Linked DNA regions of Mus musculus: region 2 is linked to region 1. Evidence: chromatin contacts called from public Hi-C data. All regions are on one chromosome and are shown on one strand. Each heading gives the region's core, a stretch centred on a gene start, on an enhancer-like site or on the middle of the called end of the contact. The rest is flanking DNA. Distances are from core to core; before and after follow the strand shown.

Region 1 (2,726 bases), core at 92-2,591:
AGCAAAGCGGCGTGGGCAGAGAGCCCGGGAGTCTCTAGCGAGCCAGACACTTGCCAGGGGGAAAGCACGCGGCTGTCCTTCCCTTCGCGAACTGGGTTCCTTCCTGGCCGAGATTTGCAGATTCCACCACTAGAGCGACTTTGGCAGCTTCACAATGGGCCGCTTCTCAAGGTCTGAGCGCCGGCCGCTGCCAGGCGCCCTTTCCTAGGCTTCCCACCCGCCCCAAAGTCCACCAGCGACAGGTGGGGCGAGGGTGGCGGTGCCCGAGACATCTGCCGCCTTAGTTTCTGGCCAGCGCCCGGCCGCGATTCCCCAGTCCACAGGCGCTCCTCCGCCACCGCCGGTCCGTCTGTCCGTCACCAGCCGCCGCACCGGCCTCGGCCTCGCCCGCGGGGTGCAGCGCGCACTGGTGGCCGAGATAAGGTCGCCAGGGGCTGTCTCCCGCCGCTATCTGTAGCCCGCAGCCGCGGCTTGTACACCGTTGGGGCCAGAGGCGCGGCAAGCCGGGCGAGCGTTACTTCTCAATGGGCCTCCGCCGGGCCTGCCGCCTGGCGCTGCGGGTAGGGCGAGCCGCCTAGCTGGCGCGCGCCGACGCGCTCAGACTTCCGCACCTTGGCACCGCGGGAGCGTCGCTCCGGGTCGCAGAGTCCCCGCACCGCATGTCGGCGGCGAGCGCACGCCCGCCCGCCCGCCGGTCCGTCCGCTCGCTCGCTCGCTCGCCGCGCGCGCACGGGGCGCACGCCCCCGCACACTCACCCGCGCCGCACACTCCCGCGTCGCCGGCCCCACCCCTGTGCCAGGAAGCTGCGGGCTCTCGCACCCCGCTCGGGCCCCACCCCAGGCTCCAGTCCCCCCACCACCACGCCAGCCATTCGCACCAAGGCTCAGGGACCAGCGCCGCTCGCAGCCCCGGTGTCACCGAGCCATCAGCCATCGCGGAGGCCGGCGCGGCCCGGGGCTTCCCTGCGCTGCGCACACACCGCGCGCCCGGCCGGGACACGAGGCGAGGAGGAAGGGGCGGCGCCGTGCCTGGGGCTGGCACAGTGGCTCGCTGACTGGGGCACCCACACTCACGCGCGTACCCCACCCATCCCCGCCACCACCTCTGCAGCACAAAAGGTTGCAGGAGGAGTGGCGCTCCCCGTCCAACGTACCGGTCGTCCAGGGTTCCGCCGGTTCCTCTATGGCCGGCAGCCGCAGACCCCGAAGCCAAGGGCGGGCGAGGCGCGGGGCTGCGGCGCCGAGGTGTGGGCAGAGGCCGCCAGCGGAGCCAGCCGGGTACCCGCTGCTCTCCCACCGCGCTCGGCGCCAGCTACGGCCCGCCGTAGTCCCGCCTCCTCCCCCGCCTCCGCCCGCCTTCCCGCCTCCTCCCGCGGGCTGCGGAGGCGAGGCCGGGAAGCGCAGAGCCCGCCTCCTGCGCCAGGCTCGCACGCTCGGCTGGGCGGGCGGCTGGGCCGGCGGCGTGAGAGCGCAGAACCGGAGGCTGTTGCGGGGACGGGAGGCGGCGGCGTGATGCCACACTGCTCCCGGACCAAAGTCCGCCGCACCCTCCGGGGAGCCGCAGCTCACAGGCCTGACAATGCGGGCCGCTCCCACAGAGCGGTGTGCTAAACTCTGTGGGGATGGCTGTGATTTTTGAGTTTCTGCTGATCAGAAGTTGAGAAGAGCAGAAGCCCATGAAGTTAAAATTATACTATAATAATAAATAATAATAATAATAAATGTCAACAACTAAATATGGGGGCGGGGTGAAGACTAAATTCTGAGTCACTTGTTTCTCTTCTCTTTTCCTTTCTAGCTTCCTTCCTGTTCTGTCTTTACAAGGTCTCACTCTGTACCCAAGGCCGGACTTAAGCTCCGGAGAACCGTTCTGCCTTAGTCTCCAGAGCGCTGGGATTACAGGGATGAGGTGCCATCCCAACAAGATTTTCTTTTCTCAGTCCATATGCCACTCCCCTGCCGAAGTGGTCAATGCAGCATTACAAATATTTGCTGATATTTATTTAGCTCTAGGTGCCAACCCTTTTGACGCACATTCCCAAGTTTGCAGCTCTCAACTGTGCTAGTCCACATTTTTAAGACAGAAAACATGAGTTACATCCTTGAAGTCACAGACCTTTCATATAGCTGAGCTGTTTGTGTATTTATAAATTTAAATTCAGGTTCCTGCATTGTGTGGCCTTTTAAACGGTGCTTTATCTGAACATAAAGTCATACATTTCATCTAGACTAATACAAACTTAAAGCAAATAGTTCATGTTCCAGAGTCTATATATGTCCCCCAAATTACCAAGGTTAATAAATACACTCTGGCTCCAAGATGTGGCTTCTGGTTTCTCTGCAACTGAAGGACACTTACTCAATTGCTTCTCATATGCTCTGATGTAAGTATCAGAAAAAGGAAGGAAGAGGCCAGATTCATGAATGTTCTCAGTTACTCTTCCCCAACATGATATTCATGTAACTTATCAAATATAGATAGACCCTAGTACACTGTACAGGTATTGAATGCTCAAGTGATTAAATTTTGTTTTATATTTATTTGTTCAGTTGTTTTGTGCCCCCCCCTCCCCGCCCCACCACCATGGGTACCTTAGTAGAAGATGCTCCAAGTATTTTCAGATTTGAACATTTATCACAGCAGTGTATTCTGATGTTCGTTCTTATAAAACTACCTCGGAAACATTACAAATTATTTCAAGAAGCTTAGTTTCATTTTGTCTGAA
Region 2 (2,726 bases), core at 91-2,590, 57 kb before region 1:
CAAGTTGTACTCAGTAGGATTCCAAAAAAGAGAGGACACAAAGTTGTATGGGTAGAGAAGAGTGTAGACCTGGGTTAGAGAGGTTAAATATGATAAAAAAAATATTGTACAAAATCATCAAAATTTAAAACGAAATGTAACTGTGGAATTGATATGAATAGTTGCATGCAAAAAAAAAAATCAGTGCAAAAGGGCATGGTGAGGAAGAAAAGAACTGCTCCCATATTTCATTGGGTTAAAGACTAAATGCATTTCCAGGACAAAGGCACATCTCTGGAGACAGGGGTTTATCCCTCTTCTCATCATGTTTAACATCCACTCAAATAAGTTCCCCAACACCCTGAATAATTTATGATGATATTCTAGATCATTTATGATAGTCTAGATCACTAAAAAGAGAAATCCCCCCAAATGGCATTATGACAAGGTCTCCAGCACCTTGGTTGTACTGTTTCTTCTATGTGGAATGCCAATGATGCCCTCAAGTCCATTCTTTGAATCTACCCAGTCCATTCCTCAAATCCCCATCCCTCCATAGAGGACAAATACTTCTGCATTTCTCAAAACACTAACATAACAGACATGCCCCTGTGTACCCACATGTACCTGACCATACACAAGCATGCATGCACCCACACCCACATAAAAGACATTGCAAAAGGGTAGCCAAACGTGATGTAAAATCACCTTCTAGAAGCAAATGCCAGTTGGGAGATAGTCCTAAGTAATTCTGGCTTGGTCAAGGAAACAAAGAGTATCATGATAATCTTATTTTCATAGCCCCTGCATGACTCAAGTCACCCGACCTTTATTGATGACACTTCTGTACATACCCCAGTGTCACCATCATCGTTTCTGACACTCATGAGTTTTCAAAATATTGTAAACAGCCCATGACACACCTGTCCCTTAATATCACCAAACTCTTCTTTGCTATCAATTTCAAACTGCTAAGAAGTTATCTATGCCCCACCCTCCTAAAAATCAGAGCCCACCACTGGAAAGCTGTTTTGGATGGCTTCACCATGGACATTGGAGTTCAATAGCTATTCCAGATTCTAACCAACTGCGCCCATACATGTTTATGCTCCTCCCTCAACTGCCCTGATAGTAAATTCTGTGTTTGTTACAAACTTTCTAACTTTAGATCCATATGTAATTTTAAATTATTTGGCAGTACCCTCTTATTTAATACTGCCTAAGTCATACTAGTGTAGGTAGGGAAAGAGAACAGGAGGAGGCTGTTGTGTATGAGCCTGGTGCTGTTTATATGTTGATGCTAATTCCTCTCTCCTGGGAGGGGTTGCAGACAAGGAGTGAGTCATAGTCAGGTTACTTCTTGTGAACCAATCCCCTAATGAATAAAGGAGCCAATCACTGGGTGAGTAGGCAGGCCTTTCAGGGTGGAGAGGGGAAGAGAGAAAGCAGGGGAGAGTTAGGTCCTTTTGGACAGGGATAGTGTGAAACCAAGATGTAATCATGAGTGTCTCCCGGTTTCAATGGCAGATCCACCAGGATTCGCCACTGGAGGATTTAGATTTAATAAGGCTTAAAAGTTAGGATTTTAGTTGTTTTCGCCCAGCAATTGAGTTACTGTTGTTTCTGAACTAACTTTGTGTGGTGGTTTTCTTCTCGAAGAGACTGGTCTGGGTTCTCAGGAGAAAGGTACGGTTTGCTTGATGGGCATCACAAAAGCCCTGGGGGTATTGAAGCATGGAGCTGGCGTGGTAATGATCTAACAGTGGGAACTTATGGAGCTGGGTGAAGAGATTTCAGGAGCTCTGAGCCAGAGTCTCAAGATAAAAACAGGTCAGCCAATTTGCAAATTATATCTTGGGCATTCTAAGATTCTGGGCAAATATCCACTACTAACCAGTACCCCACACACACCCCCCACCCCCAGAGCTTGTGTCTCTAGTTGCATATGTAGCAGAGCATGGCCTAGTCGGCCATCAGTGGGATGAGAGGCCCTTGGTCTTGTGAAAAATTATATGTTCCAGTACAAGGGAATGCCAGGGCCAGGAAGCAGGAGTAGGTGGGTTGAGGAGCAGAGCAGGGGGAAGGTATAGGGGACTTTTGGGATAGCATTTGAAATGTAAATGAAGAAAATATCTAATAAAAAAATTTAAAAACATTAAAAAAAAAAAAAAAAAAAACAGGCTGGCCATTGCCTGCCAGTTGACAGCACATGTGCTGGAACATGCCAGTTTGTTTTTGTAATATTTCCTGAAACAGAGGCAATCTTCAAATCTATGTTCATACTAAGAAAGTCTTCAGATTGGAGCTCAGTGGTGGAGCTCCCAACTTACATGAGCAGGGTTCTATGTCTGACCACAGAACTGAAAAACAAAGCCATTGGAAAAGAAATCTCATAATAAACTCATTTAGCACATTCCATCAAGAACCAAGACTCATGAAGCCATCTTTAAACACACTGCTGTTTCTTGGACATAGCCTAGCTGTATTACAATATTGATTTTTTTTCTTGATGTTGTTATATGAAAGTAACTAACACCCACATTCATATATATCTTTCATCCACAGTACATCACTCAGTTCCAGCCTACATCAATTAGCTCTGCATTACTATGGAGTAGTAAACAAGGTAATGTATTGTCTTTTTAAAGTAATTTGAGGAAACACTGTAGATGGCTTTTCAATTCTTGGCTACTCAGTCTGCTGTTGCTATTTAATAAAAAGAAAAATGTATGAGTTAAAATGTTTTT

Evidence for each region. A called contact is a pair of places that touch in the nucleus more often than the background predicts.
Region 2: a contact with region 1 is called in a Hi-C map of olfactory sensory neurons, with 2.8 times the contacts expected there. The contact joins the enhancer-like site here to the promoter of Macir in region 1. A contact is called at or near these places in 5 of 39 promoter capture datasets (the 3T3-L1 cell line, embryonic stem cells, liver and 1 more), 5 of 484 Hi-C or Micro-C datasets (cerebral cortex, immediate neuronal precursor, liver and 2 more), 3 of 115 datasets of contacts at active chromatin or transcription factors (the SCID.adh cell line, double positive thymocytes and pancreatic cancer cells) and 3 of 9 other capture datasets (adipose tissue, liver and pancreatic islet).

Annotation. Positions count from the first base shown.
Region 1 is chr1:97,660,677-97,663,402 of GRCm38.p6, forward strand. It overlaps Macir (macrophage immunometabolism regulator), which reads right to left and starts at 1,342. Exons shown (of 3, transcript NM_133825.3): 1 at 1,155-1,342.
Region 2 is chr1:97,603,606-97,606,331 of GRCm38.p6, forward strand. No RefSeq gene overlaps it. Among named protein-coding and RNA genes, the nearest start is that of Macir, 57 kb to the right of the region's middle. Within about 2 kb of position 1,341, at least 7 of the 459 cell types and tissues checked have an H3K27ac peak or open chromatin away from gene starts, as enhancers often do. A contact at or near this core is called in olfactory sensory neurons, where this site is marked.